Linked DNA regions of Mus musculus: all the other regions are linked to region 3. A link is a contact called in public promoter capture Hi-C data. All regions are on one chromosome and are shown on one strand. Each heading gives the region's core, a stretch centred on a gene start, on an enhancer-like site or on the middle of the called end of the contact. The rest is flanking DNA. Distances are from core to core; before and after follow the strand shown.

Region 1 (4,238 bases), core at 761-3,260, 850 kb after region 3:
AAAAAATACTTATTTATTTTATGTTAATGAGTGCTCTATCTGCATGTATGCATGCATGACAGAAGAGGGTGTCAGATCCCATTACAGAGGATTGTGAGTCACCATGTGGCTGCTGGGAATTGAACCTCTGGAAGAGCAGTCAGAGATCTTAACTGCTGAGCCATCCCTCCAGCCCGTTTGTGTCTTTTCAGTAACAGAATCTACTAACAATAAATTCACAAATGTCAGTGGTCTTAATGGCAGCAATTTGTCACACACGATCCACCTATTTTAGTGATCTGGCCAAGGTGAATGCATGTTCTTTTATCCCAATCATAATTACTAATATTAACTCTCACATGACACAACAGACAGCAAATTATATCTCCCTGCATATATAAGATTTACAGAATAAACAGAAAGGGCTACATTAGAGTTCAAAAGGTCTCAGAAGTGAACTGATGGAGTCTGCATTGATAACTAATCAGGCCAGTGACAGGAGGGAGCTGCTGGAACCAGGATTCAAAAGCAGGAAATGGTGGCTTTAAGTCCAGGTTGGGTCAGGAGAGCAGGGGTAGGGGTAGGCAGCTGAGCAGGCCAGGCAACAGTGGGAAACTGAGGCAAGCTAAGCTCCAGAGAAAGTCAGAGAACCCTCTGCTTATCAGTCTATGATTTAGTCATCGGGTATCAGGCGACAGGATATTGTGGAGGCATACCATCTCAGTGGCAGGCATCCATCACTTTATGGGCTCCTTATGAGGAAGTCATACTCTTGGTCTGGCCTACCTGATAAGTTCTTGGATCTGGTTTCCCCAGTTTGATTTTTTTAGGGGGGGGGGTCGGTTGAGACCGGCTTTTTCTGTGCAGTGCTGGCTGTCCTGGAACTCACTCTGTAGACCAAACTGGCCTTGAACTCACAGAGATTTGCCTGCCTCTGCCTCCCAAGTGCTTGATTAAAGTCTTGTGCCACCACTGCCCAGTGATGTCTGCATTTCAAAGAGAAGACTCTACCTTGAATTGCTGAGTTGTGAAAAGGCAAGGGGTTTATTAAGACATTAGAAGGATTAGCATATGCACAACCATGGTACTGACAGTACTTACATTTTTTTCAGTTAATTTCCACATGCATGAGTGAATGCCAGCAGGGTATTGACCAGCAGACAAACATTAAACCATCAAAGACCTCTCAGAATTCAGACCTTTCTGAGTTTTGAAGTTGTATTGTTTCCCAAACGAGCTAAGTGTGCATAGCATGTTGCTGGAAAGCGCAGCTAGCTCCCAGTCAGTCTACAATCACGAGCATGAACCCTGGTGCTCTGTAGTACATTGTGCAGATAAGCGGCAGCAAGGCCTTTATCAAGAGTAACCCCGCTGTAAACCGAGAAGCATTCATATTTCAATGATCAGGAAAGAGGAGCCAGAAGGAAGCCTCTTTTCTTTGCAACAGGGAAGTAAGTCTCTTATTTTAATTTGTAATTGTCTTAAAAAGTGTTTCTGAGTTGTGCTGTGCTATGACATATATTGTTTTGATATTGTGTTTGTAGAGTATTTCAGAGGTGACATGCATGAAGGTGTTTAGTGTGGAATGGAACTCCTGCCACACAGAGGTTGAGGACACAAAAGGAATCCACAGCCCAAGATCTTCAGCTTCTAACCTTAGTTCCACAAGGCTTTTTCTGTGGCTTCCGAGAATGAGGACTACAATTCCCAGGATGCGCCAGTCTTTCACCAACCAGGAAAATGGATTTCTCTAATGGGCGGGCCCTGGGGAAGGCTGGGTCAGGAGGAAATTTAGCCAATGGATGAACTGTACAGAATCGAAACCTTTTTTGATTGTACCAAAGAGATTGGAATCTTTGGCGCCTTTGTTTTAGTGGAGGGTAGGTGATAGACAGGTAAGTAGACCAATGAGAACGTGGATAGGCGGATCCAGAGCGTGTGGGCGGGAAGAGATGATGACCGGCAGGCTGTTCGTCCAATGAAAGGGACAGACGCTAATACGGTGGGCCGGTGACTGTGTAGAGGCCGGTGTTTGTGGAAGCAGTGTGGGAGATGGCGGAACCACTGAGGGGACGTGGTCCGAGGTCCCGCGGTGGCCGAGGCGCTCGGAGAGCCCGAGGCGCCCGTGGCCGGTGTCCTCGCGCCCGGCAGTCTCCGGCTAGGCTCATTCCAGACACCGTGCTTGTGGACTTGGTCAGTGACAGCGACGAAGAGGTCTTGGAAGTCGCAGACCCAGTAGAGGTGCCGGTCGCCCGCCTCCCCGCGCCGGCTAAACCTGAGCAGGACAGCGACAGTGACAGTGAAGGGGCGGCCGAGGGGCCTGCGGGAGCCCCGCGTACATTGGTGCGACGGCGGCGGCGGCGGCTGCTGGATCCCGGAGAGGCGCCGGTGGTCCCAGTGTACTCCGGGAAGGTGCAGCAAGGTCCCCAAGGAGGGTTGTTGGGGGAGTGCTAAGACTGGCGTGGCGGGTTTGGCTTGGGGCAGTGTGTGTGTGTGATGAATACTTTTAGATTGGAGATACGAGGGGGTCGGTAATGTTAGATGTATGGAGTTATCTGGGATTGTATCTTCGGGTAGAGGGAGGCTGAGAGAGATCGAGGGACGATCGAGGGAAGCTGGCCTTCTAGATGCGCTTCAGGGATTGGAGTCCTTAGAGAAGACAAGTGCTGGAATCGAGGGAAGAGCCATTCTTGTCTTAAGTAGGGTTGGCAGGATGTGAGACCCACCTCCTCTTCCCCCTTTTGTCTTCGTAGGTACAGAGCAGCCTCAACCTCATTCCAGATAATTCATCCCTCTTGAAACTGTGCCCTTCAGAGCCTGAAGATGGTAAGAGTGGGTTTGTCGGGAGTACCCTGCACTGGCTTCTCTGAGACTTCCTAGAGTTTACATCCCTGTAGTCAGTGATATCTCCCCCCCCCCCCCGCGCCCCCCCCTCGCTCCAGCACCCTCCGTCCCCCTGCCCCCACCCCCACCCCTTTTCTCTGTGCTTCAGTGGTATCTAGGGTCTGGAGAATGATGCTCAAGTGTTATCCAGTTGACACACAATTTTGATTCTAAGTGGTATTGGGAAAATGGACTCCTGAGTCTGAGATAGGGGAAAGTTATGGTCCATAAAGATGCTGGTTCATTAATCAGAAGTCACAGGAACCTACTTAATAGCCATGTCCACCCCTTCCCCTCTTCGGGTCCTAACGGGCATATGGATATGTTAGAGTGAAGTTTGAGGTACCTACCCTTGACATTTTGATCTGTGTTATCATAATAGGGGTGAAGGGAGTTCTGAGACTCTGTGACATCTTGTTACACTCCTACAGTGTTCCATTCCTTGGGAACACTTTGGAGCCAGAAGAGTGTTTCTTTGACTTTATCAGAACTGCCCATTCTTTATTCTCTACTGATAAGTTTTTGCAAACCCTTTAATAAGGCCAGTGACTACGAGTCAAGGCTAATAGGGGAGTGATAACAGTCTGCAAAGACCTGGAACTAAGACTCCTTTCTGTTAGGTGAGGGCGTGTGGTAGGCTGATTGAGAACAGGCTCAGGAGTCTTGTGGCCTGTATTTGAATCCTTCATAACTGTGTGACTTTGAGCAAGTTTTCCTCATGAGGAGAATGGGGATAATAGTGGACCTATCTTAAAGATTTTTGGTGAGAACTAAAAGGATTTTGTGTATATTTTATTTGCCACATCCGTGGTTAGGATAGCACCTGGAATGTAGAAGTGTGACATGATAGAAAAGATATCCATGTGCAGGGTATCTTAGGAAGGGTTTTAAAAGTGTAGACTTGGAGTTGGGGCGATGGTTCAGTGGGTAAAAGCACTTGCCACACAAACCTGATACCTAACTACCATATAAGAAGAAGATGGGGTGGCATACACCTGTAATGATGCCACTCATACTGGGTACAGGAGAACACTGCTGGAAGCTCACACACCCAGTGGCAAAAATAACAGGGGAGACACTGACTCAGAAACGGGATAAAAGGAGAGAAAGTTGTCTTCTGCTGCCAACACATATGCTATGGCATGAACAATGCCCCTGCCTCCCTCCCCAGTAAATAAATCTTAAAGAAAAAAAGAAGCAGGCTGTCAGCCCTACAGCAGCTGCCATATTTAGTTAGGACAGTCTTTCTTTCCTTTATCTTTCTTTCTTTCTTTCATTCTTTTTTTTTTATAAGTTTTGTAGTTTTGTTGTTGTTGTTGTTGCTTTTTAAAAAGATTTATAGCCAGGCAGTGGTAGCGCATGCCTTTATTCCCAGC
Region 2 (4,780 bases), core at 283-2,782, 560 kb before region 3:
AGCTCAAGTCCCATCTTTGCAGTGTACCTTCCTTCCATTGGCCTCGAGGACCAGCTGCTCAGCAAGGGCTTTACTGCATGGGTAGGGATGGCTGTGGACTGCCTCATATGGGGTATCTTCATTGCCCCTGGAGAGGGGAGAAAGAAGACTGAGTGCTGGAGGGAAATGGGCTCTAAGATTAAGTGGGGCTGAGCTCACCTGTAGAAGGGGTGGCCCTTGATGTTAGGCCCCACCACTTCCATGCTGCTCGTGTAGACCAGGTACTGAGTGCCAGTCTGCACACAAGCATCAATCACATTCTGTGTGCCTATGGAGGAAAGGGACAGACGCAAGCTGTGTCTTCCCGCCTCTCACTCCTTCTGCCCCCCCCCCCCCCCCAGTGTCCAAGGAGAACCGCATCAGGTCAGGACAGGGTTCGACAGCAGTAAATGGACAAGGTTATCAAAAAGGACAGGCCCTCCCATAAAAATCACTGGTCAGAGGCAGGCCACACACTAGGGGCCAACAGGTAGGTAGCAGCTCACCCTGCACGTTGACTTTGTGGATGGTCTTTGGACTGGCCTTCCCAAACACATCCACCAACCCAGCTGTATGGATGACCACATGTGATCCAGACATGGCTGCTGCCACCTCATGGGCCTGAGTCACATCCCCCTGGATGGCAGTCACCTGCACAGGCCCTGGTGGAGACCCGAGGCAGTGTCAGAGCTGGGGCCTTAGCCAGCTGCTGAGTTTGGCCTGTCCACACCCTGGAAGCCACATGAACCAATGACTCACCCGGCCCCTCTGTCTGGTGGAGAACAAACAGGAATCATCTTTTCCATAAGCTGAGGTATCCCAGTCTGGGAAGGGATGGGGCCTCCCTACCTCCTGCTACTGCCCCACTCCAGTCACCTGCTTTCAGCTCCTCCAGCCAAGAACTCAGGTGCAGGTCAAAGACACGCAGCTCCCGGAGCCTGGGCTCCCGTTCCAGCAGCATCCGAACAATATGTTCCCCCAGGAAGCCGCAGCCACCTGTGACCAGGTATACCAGTGTTGGCACCTGTGCAGAGTCTGCCATGCCCAGCTGTGGGAAGAGAATTTAGCTCACTAGAATTGCCTGGTAGCACCTGCTCCAACCATGTGTTCTTCATAGAAGGGATCATTAGGTGGGAGCAGTGTGGGTGGAGAGGCTGAGTAGCAGGGGTGGGTTGCAGTTTTCTGTGCCTGTAGCACTAAGGCTCCCTGCCCTCTGACCCTAACTGCTGAGTCACTAGAATTGGATGCAGAATGGGAGGGATTGAGGCGGGTGGGGGGAAAAAAAAAAAAAAAAAAAAAGACTAGATTACTAAAGGACAGGCAGAGAAAGCAAGGAGTTGAATAGGGAGGTTGGAAGGGCGCAGGCTAAAAGGCAGGCCAGCTGGGCCTCAGTATCAGCTCTGCCTACCTGTAGTAAGTCCCAGGGCGCACAAACTGGCCACTGGAGGAGGTTGTGTCCTGGACTGGTGGACCAGCTAGATGTACATAGGCTTCCTTCCTTCCGCTCGCTCCTCCCTCCTGACCCATTCCAGGAAGGAGACCAGCCTAGCCTCCACCCCTAGGGGCGGGCAAGGGGGTTTGGAGGGAATTTTCTTGCCAGAGTGCCCCCTGGTGGCCAGTCCACTCTTCAGTGGCAGGCAAAGGACAGAACCTGCCCATTTGGTAGTGTATTTCAGGATAATAGGGTAGGGAAGGGATGCCCCCATCACTGATATGTTTGTCCCTCCTGCTGGGTCTCCCAGTAGGCTGAAGGCCCAGCACCAGCTATGGTTCTGGGAGGGAGAGCAGGGTAAACCTGATCTTGACATAATTCTGGCTAGCATCCATAGTGAGACAGATCTGGCATGTTTGTTGTATCTAGGTGGTTGGTCCAAAGCAGCACTGCGGTCTGCAGGTTGATTCACCCCAAACTCAAAGCCACCCATTCCCCCTCTCTCCTGCTTCACCCACTGTGGCAACTTGCATCCCAGTCTGCTCTTCCCAAAGATACTGACCAAGCATTTTTGTACAATAAAGTTTAATCACAATTATAAAAATGTGGTGTTGGGTTTCACTATTAACATTATGTACAATCCAGCCCAACAAGAAGGGCCTGCCCCCCACCATCCTGGCCCACTGAGCCAGAGCCCTGAGACACCAGGGTGGGAGGGTGACCCACAGGGTCTGGCAGGAACAGATGAGGCAGGGTTCCAGGCACAGAGTTCCCAGGACTAGGGGCCAAAGGCCCCCCCAGGGGGAGAACATGGCCACTGCCCCAGAGACCCCTAAACTGGGGCGGGGTGCACATAGGGCAGAAGGGGAAGTCCCCATTAACATGAAGCAAAGGGCTATGCAGCCCCCAAGAATAGCATCTATACAGGCTGGTACCCCAGGTTTCCACAGGAAACAGCTGCTGGCAGCTACAAAACATTTACAGCTTCTTCTTCGCAAAGAAAAAAAAATTAAGAGGGTGTTTGGGCATGGGGCATAGGGGAGGCAGCAGATGCCTCAAAGGACTGAGGCTCCCTTGTTGGCCTCAGTGCTCCCTATCCCACGTGAAGGTGGGGGCAGTGGGCCCTGCTGAGCCCAATAAGGCTGGGGTGCTGGGAGCTTAGGGCACCAAGGGGGAATAAATAGGGGTGAGGGCACCGGTCCTGCCCCACCTCAGTTGAGGGAGCCACGGCAACTTTCAGTGCCGCACAGACACGGAATCTTGTTGTCTTCTAGTGGGAACTTGTAGTCGTAGGTGATCTCCTCATCCACGCCGATGGGCTGCTTCGAGTAGATGACAATCTTTTTCTGAGACTCAATGGTGATCACCTTCGCATAGCAGTTGGGCTGCAGGAGGTGGGAGTGTAAGCCACAGCCCCACCTCACCCCTGCCCAGCCCAGCCCCGGCCCAGCCCTGAGCGCACCGTGCAGCAGTGGTTGATGAACCTGGCGAGGTTGCCACACTTGGTGGCATCAATGATGGTGTCGTGATCCACCCGGAAAAGGTAGCTGCTGCCAATGCCCTCCTGCACGTAGCGCTTTTCCCGCATGTCCGCTACCATCTGTGAGAGTAAGACACGCCCTAAGACTTCAGCCACTGCATGGACTAGACTTGCTCCCCTCTGGCCAAGCCACCAGTTCCTGGGCCCATGTTGACTGGGTCGGCATCTGAGTGTACCTGCTCCCACCCATTCTGATCCAAAGTCAGCAGAAGGGGACTCTGGGGAAACCAGCACTGGCTCTTCTGAGAACCTGTGTGGCCATAGTGGATGGAGTCCATAACATGCTGTGGGCCCGGGGCAGCTTCCGAAATGACAGTGGCCATGCCTTGAATTGAAGCCTTTCCTAGGACTAGCCTTCATACACAGGCACCTACTGGGCAGCTGGTGAGAGCAGATGGCAGATGGTCTGTGCCAGGACAAAGGCCTTGTGCTGCAAGGGGCAGCTATTCCCAGGAAATAGGTAATGCAATTGCCACTCTCACTAGGTGACCTCCCCCTTTGCAGAGTTCTAACCACCAGCTCTGCAGTGAGGACTCCTTCCAGGCGTCACTCTCCAGCCAAATCTACCTCCATAAGAGAGTGGGATGCCATTCCTACATCCCTAGGATCCTGAGCCTCACGTCTGTACTGAACAAATCTTGACCACACTCTGTCCCTTCTGCCCAAGCACATTCCTAGAAGCTAACGGCGAAGGCCTGAGAAAGGACTCAGCACCGTGTTTTCACCCTTCATAGCTTGGCTACCTGGCTGTCAATTACTTTGAACCCACAGGCTAGACTCCTGTCACCTCTGCTGACATTATCTTATCCATACTTTGGATCTGCCATTAAGTCCCACTGAGGCCAACCCACAGCCAGAGGGAGCTTACTAGTTTCACAACCCCTTGCTTGCACAGTTTCTAAGCCATTCTCCATCCACAAGGCCACTTTTCCAGGCTCATGTCCCTGTCACTGGCCCTGACTAGGTAACCTGAACAGATGTTTTGACCTTGTCCTCCTAAGAGAATGCAGTTTCTGAGCCTTTGCACACGCTAATCCAGGAACTAGAGCATATATACATCCTACTGCCCTGGGAACTCATTACCCTTTAGCTTTCAGGCTGAACATCACATCACCGTCTCTGGGAGGCTCTGGGTCCCCACAATACCTATCACCCTCTAGTGTCAAAGACCATCCTTTACTATTGTCCAGTGTTCCTTGGGGGAGAAGCTCTGTACAAAATATCACAATTATAAAAATGTGGCATTGGGTTTCACTATTAACATTATGTACAATCCAGCCCAACTAAAAGGCCACTGAGCCAGAGCCCCGAGACACCAGGGTGGGGTTGTGGCCCACAGGGCCTGGCAGGCACAGATGAGGCAGGTGAAATACCAGGCTACTACTGTCCAGTCAGCAACTGGCCTAGTGTTGGGAGTGGCACCTCACCTGGCGGATGTTCTGGCCAACATATTCGATCACCATCTCATCAGCGGCAATGGGTTCCATGGCAAACAGACCCCACTCATGGATACGGCTCCGGCCAAATCGGAGTTTCTTCTTCCGAAACTAGGGGACACAAGATAGCTTTAACTGCTGGATGCTCCCACAAACTTGTACCTTCCCGTCCCTTCCCTTCAGCCCTCTCTGTTCCACAGGATCCCACCAGGGGCAACTCTCCTTGCTGTAGTTTTTTTCACTGGGTCTCCTCCCTCTTCCAGTTTCCCCTCCTGACCTTGAGCTGGTTTAGCTTTAGCAGATCACTGTCCATGATGGCTGAGGTGCCAATAGCGCTTAGTAACCGCCGCTGCT
Region 3 (4,788 bases), core at 28-2,527:
ATTGGTGAATAGTTAGGGTCTCAAATGGCAGACTCTAACTCATTCTGATGTCCTAAAAACCTCCAGGAGAAAACCCAGATCCCCAGCATGCTCTGCCAACCAACCTGCCTGGAGCTGTGCTGGAGTATGAGGGAACTACTGTCCCATAGCTCCCTACAGACAGAGCCACTCTTCCAGTCTGGGGTAGTCACTTAGGTCGGTTGCCAACTGTCTTAGACTCAGTTCCTCACCTAGAAAATGGAGTCAGTACTAGCAACAAACCAGACTGGAGGTGCTTAGAATAGCATCTGGCACACCATAAACTATGCGAGAGGTAGCTGTTGTTACTGCGGCCTGGCCTCATCTTCCCTCACCTCTGGCCTTTGCTAACTCCTATATCTGGACTCAGGATACAGGATTGTGAGTTTACAGACATCAGGCTGCGTGGAGACTGAAGCCACTCAGCACGGTGCCTCAAGCAGCACCCAGCATGGCATCTGGCTCTCACAGTGGGCCAAACGTCTATCCAATGGGGCGTGGGGGGCAGTGAGCACAAGGATGGGCCAATTCTGAGTTTCTAGATCTGAGATCCAGGAAAAGGCGGGGGCAGGATTTTTGACTTCTGTCTGAGGGACGTTGAACCTGGCACAGGTTCGAGGGTGGGGGTGGGATCGGGACGGAACACGTACCTCCTTGTTGTCCACAGGGATCTTGAGTTTCACCACCTCATACTTCTCCTCACCCTCCTCCTCCTCACCCTTCACCAGCAGCACCATCTCCTCCTGCATCTCTTCCTCCTCCTCCTCCTCTGCCTGCTGTTCGCCAGGCATCTTGGTGTCCTGAGGCGGGGCGCTGGATCAGAGGCTCAGGACCCGCCCCCCACCCCCACCCCCACCCCCACTGTGGCCCCGGCCCAGACAAGGCGGTGCAGCCGTGGCTTCCCCCGCCCTGCCCAGGCTCCGAGTCCAGTCCTTTCCCATCCACCCTAACCCAACCCCACGCTCCGACACTGCCCAGGGCCCAGCTCAGAAGACACCCGTTCACCCCACTCATCCCGACATTCAGGGCCCTGAACAGTTCGAATCTCCAGCTCCCGCGAGTTGCCACCCTCCTCGCGCTGAGTCACTCCCCAGAGCCTGGGTCGGCGACCTGAGCGCTAAGGGATGAGCCGGAGGCCCGCTGGAGCTGAGGCCCCGGGGTGGAGTGCGCACTCACCAGCCCGAGGTTCGGTGCTCGTGCGGCCCCGGGCCTGGGCGAGGGGCGGTTGGGTGCTCTGCGAAGGCCGCGGCTCCGGAGGCGGGGGCGGGGCGGGGCCCCAGGGGCGGACATTCATTGGTTCGCCCGTCTGGCCCCGCCCCTAGGGGAGAGGCTGGAGGCCTGAGCTTCTGTCCCTAACCGCCCCGGGAGGGGTAGCCGGGACTCAGAGGTGTCCGCGGCCCGGAAACTCCTAACCAACAGACCATGCCTAGCCCGGCCTTCAAGGCCCTGCAGCCGAGTTCCAACCACCCTCAGCCGGGCTCCGCCGCTGCTGGATCTTGACGCCCCACCGAGATTGCTGTGCCCGCGTAGGCCACGTGCGCTCCCGGGGGTCTGGGCCTCTCGCTGGCGCCCCGCCTGGAGAGCGGGCCCTGTTGCCTCCTCTCTTCTTTCCCCTCCTTTTTCCTTCTTCGTTCTTTCTCGCGTCGCCTTCCCATCCCCTGATCTGCCAGACAGCTTACTGTTTGCCCGCATGCGGCCCAGATCCACCACCGCCCAATCTGTCGCTTTCATCTACCGAGTGTTGTTTCTGACTTGTCAGAGGCTCACTATGTAAACCTGGTTAGTTTAGAACCAGTGGCAAGCCCCCGACCCTCACCCCGAATCTGGAGAGTATAAGGCAGGAGTTGTCGTGCCTGGCTTGGGTACCTGTTCTTGAAAGTTTGCTGTTTTACACACTGGGTCACATTTGCTCAGCACAGAGGATTGCGATCTCACTTTACACGTGCACTTAAAGATAGTTCAGAGAGGACTGATTTACCTAAATTATACAGTAAAGAAGCATTTCTCACTACTGGTAGTGTGGGAAGAAATAGCCCAAGGTCAAATCCACTCTACAATACTACATACAGTACCATCTTGCCTATCTCTCTAGATATTTTTAACTGGGCATGGTGCCACTTAGCCCTGGGGAGGCAGAAGCAGGTGGACTTCTGTAAGTTGAAGGCCAGGCAGACCTGCATAGTGAAACTTTTTTTTTCTAATAAAAATAATAAAGGAGCCAGAGAGATGACTCAATGGTTAAGAGCACTGACTGCTCTTCCACAGGTTCAATTCCCAGCAACCACATGGTGACTCACAACCATCTGTAATGGGATCAGATGCCCTCTTCTGGTGTGTCTGAGAGAGCTACAGAGTACTCATACACATAAAATAAATACAATCTTTGTGGTTGTTGTTTTGGTTTTTTGTTTTGGTTTTTTTTTTTTTGGGGGGGGGGTTCGAGACAGGGTTTCTCTGGATAGCCCTGGCTGTCCTGGATCTCACTCTGTAGTCCAGGCTGGCTTGAACTCAGAAATTCACTTGCCTCTGCCTCCCAAGTGCTGGGATTAAAGGTGTGCGCCACCATGCCCAGCAAATACAATCTTTATTTTTTTTTTTTTTTTTTTTTTTTTGGTTTTTCGAGACAGGGTTTCTCTGTATAGCCCTGGCTGTCCTGGAGCTCACTTTGTAGACCAGGCTGGCCTCGAACTCAGAAATCCGCCTGCCTCTGCCTCCCGAGTGCTGGGATTAAAGGCGTGCGCCACCACGCCCGGCCAAATACAATCTTTAAAAAAAATAAATTAAAAAAGAAAAAGAGAAGGGTGGGAGACAAAATCAGAGAGGACAGTTGTGTCCCAAAGGCTTCTGATACCACCAATATCTAGTGACTCCCATGAGTATCAGTTCCAGATAGGACTGGAAACAGAAACTTGAAGTTCCATGTGATGGCTCACCTCTGGAATACAAGCAACTCTGGAGGATCCTGAGTTCAAAGCCACCTGGGCAGCAAGATAGAAGCCTCCATTTCACAAGGAAAGAGACTGCGTCGGGAAGCTGAACAGGAGGCGGCAGAAGCGGCTCCGGAGCTGTCCTGATGGTCAGGATGCTCCTTCGCAGTTAAATGCCTTTTTTTAAGGTTACTGTTTAAAGATACACGACTGTGTGTGTACACATGCTTGCAGATGCCCAAATAGGCCACAAGAAGGTGTGGGATCTCCTGAGGTGGACTCAAGAGTTGTGAGGGATGCACGAGGGTGCTGGGAACCAAGCCCTGTGCCTCTGAAAGAGCAGCCAGCTCTCTAGCTTCTGAAAGTTTTTCTTTTTTTCTTTGAATGTGTGTTTGTGCACACTTGAGTACCTGTATGTGTGCTGCATGCCTGCAGGAGCCCCAAGAGGTCAGGAGAGGGAGTCAGATCTCCGGGAGCTGGAGTCACAGATGGTTGCGAGCCACCATGTGGGTGCTGGGAACCAAACCAAATCTTCTGCAAGAGAAGTAAATGCTCTTAGCCACTGAGCCCTCTTTCCAATTCTAGTTAAATATTCTCCAAATGGCAGTTGGGTTCTGGTTGTATAAGAAACTATAGTTCTACCGCAGTCTGCCATCCCTGTGCACCAAAGAAGGTCTGCCTTCTCAAAGACTTCATTACTGTTTTTTATTCCTCCCCCCCCCCCGTTTGTGGGCTTTTCAAGAATAATGTGGAAAGAAATAACCTAACAAGGTCTGATCTGTTGAGGCTTGCCCTCTCCCCAGCACAGCTGTAGCCATTTTGTTCCATGCCTGCCAGCTATTTCATATTGTTGTTATAATATACCTGCCAGTCATTGACATAGAAAAATAACTTGACTCACAGCAAGGTCATGCTGATCACATATCCTGTCATGTTCTGTAGGAAGGTGTTAATCTTAAGAAATTCTACAAAGCCGGGCGTGGTGGTGCACACCTTTAATCCCAGCACTCAGGAGGCAGAGGCAGGCAGATTTCTGAGTTCGAGGCCAGCCTGGTCTACAAAGTGAGTTCCAGGACAGCCAGAGAAACCCTGTCTCGAAAAACCAAAATTCCACAAAGCTGTATGTAGGACCCATCAAATTAAAGGTCAATATAAACTGTTACGTCTAAAATAACTTGTGTCAGAGCTGACCACTGGGCGGCACGGCCTACACCTGCATCTGAGCTCATTGTGGTTTTTGCAGTTTTAGCCTTTATAAGCTGCAGAGAAAATCCGTTTTAGGGTGGGCATTCAGTAAACCATCCCTGTCTGACTGAGATCAGTGTCCATGTGGTTTGTGGATATCACCTCCTGATAGGACTGGGAACAGAAAATCTGAAGTTGATTGTGGTGGCTCCTCTCTGGAATCCAAGCTACTCTGGAGTGACTCCTGGACCCCAACATGATCCATCATGAGGGAAGGGGGACAGGGAGGCATCTTACACCCATGAATATAATATGCCTTCCACCTAAGAATCTCCCGTAAAACTTAAAAAACCACCGGGCGGTGGTGGCGCATGCCTTTAATCCCAGCACTTGGGAGGCAGAGGCAGGCAGATTTCTGAGTTCGAGGCCAGCCTGGTCTACAAAGTGATTTCCAGGACAGCCAGGGCTACACAGAAAAACCCTGTCTCGAAAAACCAAAAAAACAAAAACAAAAACTTAAAAAGCCCTCAAGGCAGGACACAATGGGCTATTTATCTCAGCTGTTTTATATCAGTCCTCTTCAAATCTCAAATTTGAGTTTTAACTGTCTCAGCTGAATTCTCAGTGAAGGAAAGGATTTCTCTATATAGGGTTTCTC

Evidence for each region. Promoter capture Hi-C pulls out the DNA fragments that hold promoters and counts their contacts. Capture Hi-C pulls out chosen DNA fragments and counts their contacts.
Region 1: a promoter capture Hi-C map of liver shows a contact between it and region 3, with 2.1 times the contacts expected there. The contact joins the promoter of Nfatc2ip here to the promoter of Zfp771 in region 3. A contact is called at or near these places in 1 of 115 datasets of contacts at active chromatin or transcription factors (large pre-B cells) and 1 of 9 other capture datasets (liver).
Region 2: a contact with region 3 is called in a promoter capture Hi-C map of neural stem cells. The contact joins the promoter of Hsd3b7 here to the promoter of Zfp771 in region 3. A contact is called at or near these places in 1 of 39 promoter capture datasets (neural stem cells) and 1 of 9 other capture datasets (macrophages).

The regions. Positions count from the first base shown.
Region 1 is chr7:126,394,509-126,398,746 of GRCm38.p6, reverse strand. Nfatc2ip (nuclear factor of activated T cells, cytoplasmic, calcineurin dependent 2 interacting protein) reads left to right here and starts at 2,010. Exons shown (of 8, transcript NM_010900.3): 1 at 2,010-2,391; 2 at 2,733-2,805. The coding sequence starts at 2,032.
Region 2 is chr7:127,797,361-127,802,140 of GRCm38.p6, reverse strand. It overlaps Hsd3b7 (hydroxy-delta-5-steroid dehydrogenase, 3 beta- and steroid delta-isomerase 7), which reads right to left and starts at 1,532. Exons shown (of 7, transcript NM_133943.2): 1 at 1,427-1,532; 2 at 895-1,066; 3 at 525-680; 4 at 199-307; 5 at 28-127. The coding sequence starts at 1,060. Setd1a (SET domain containing 1A) reads right to left here. Exons shown (of 19, transcript NM_178029.3): 16 at 4,704-4,780; 17 at 4,418-4,537; 18 at 2,913-3,050; 19 at 2,019-2,835. The coding sequence ends at 2,662.
Region 3 is chr7:127,241,015-127,245,802 of GRCm38.p6, reverse strand. It overlaps Zfp771 (zinc finger protein 771), which reads right to left and starts at 1,277. Exons shown (of 3, transcript NM_177362.4): 1 at 1,195-1,277; 2 at 669-818. The coding sequence starts at 809.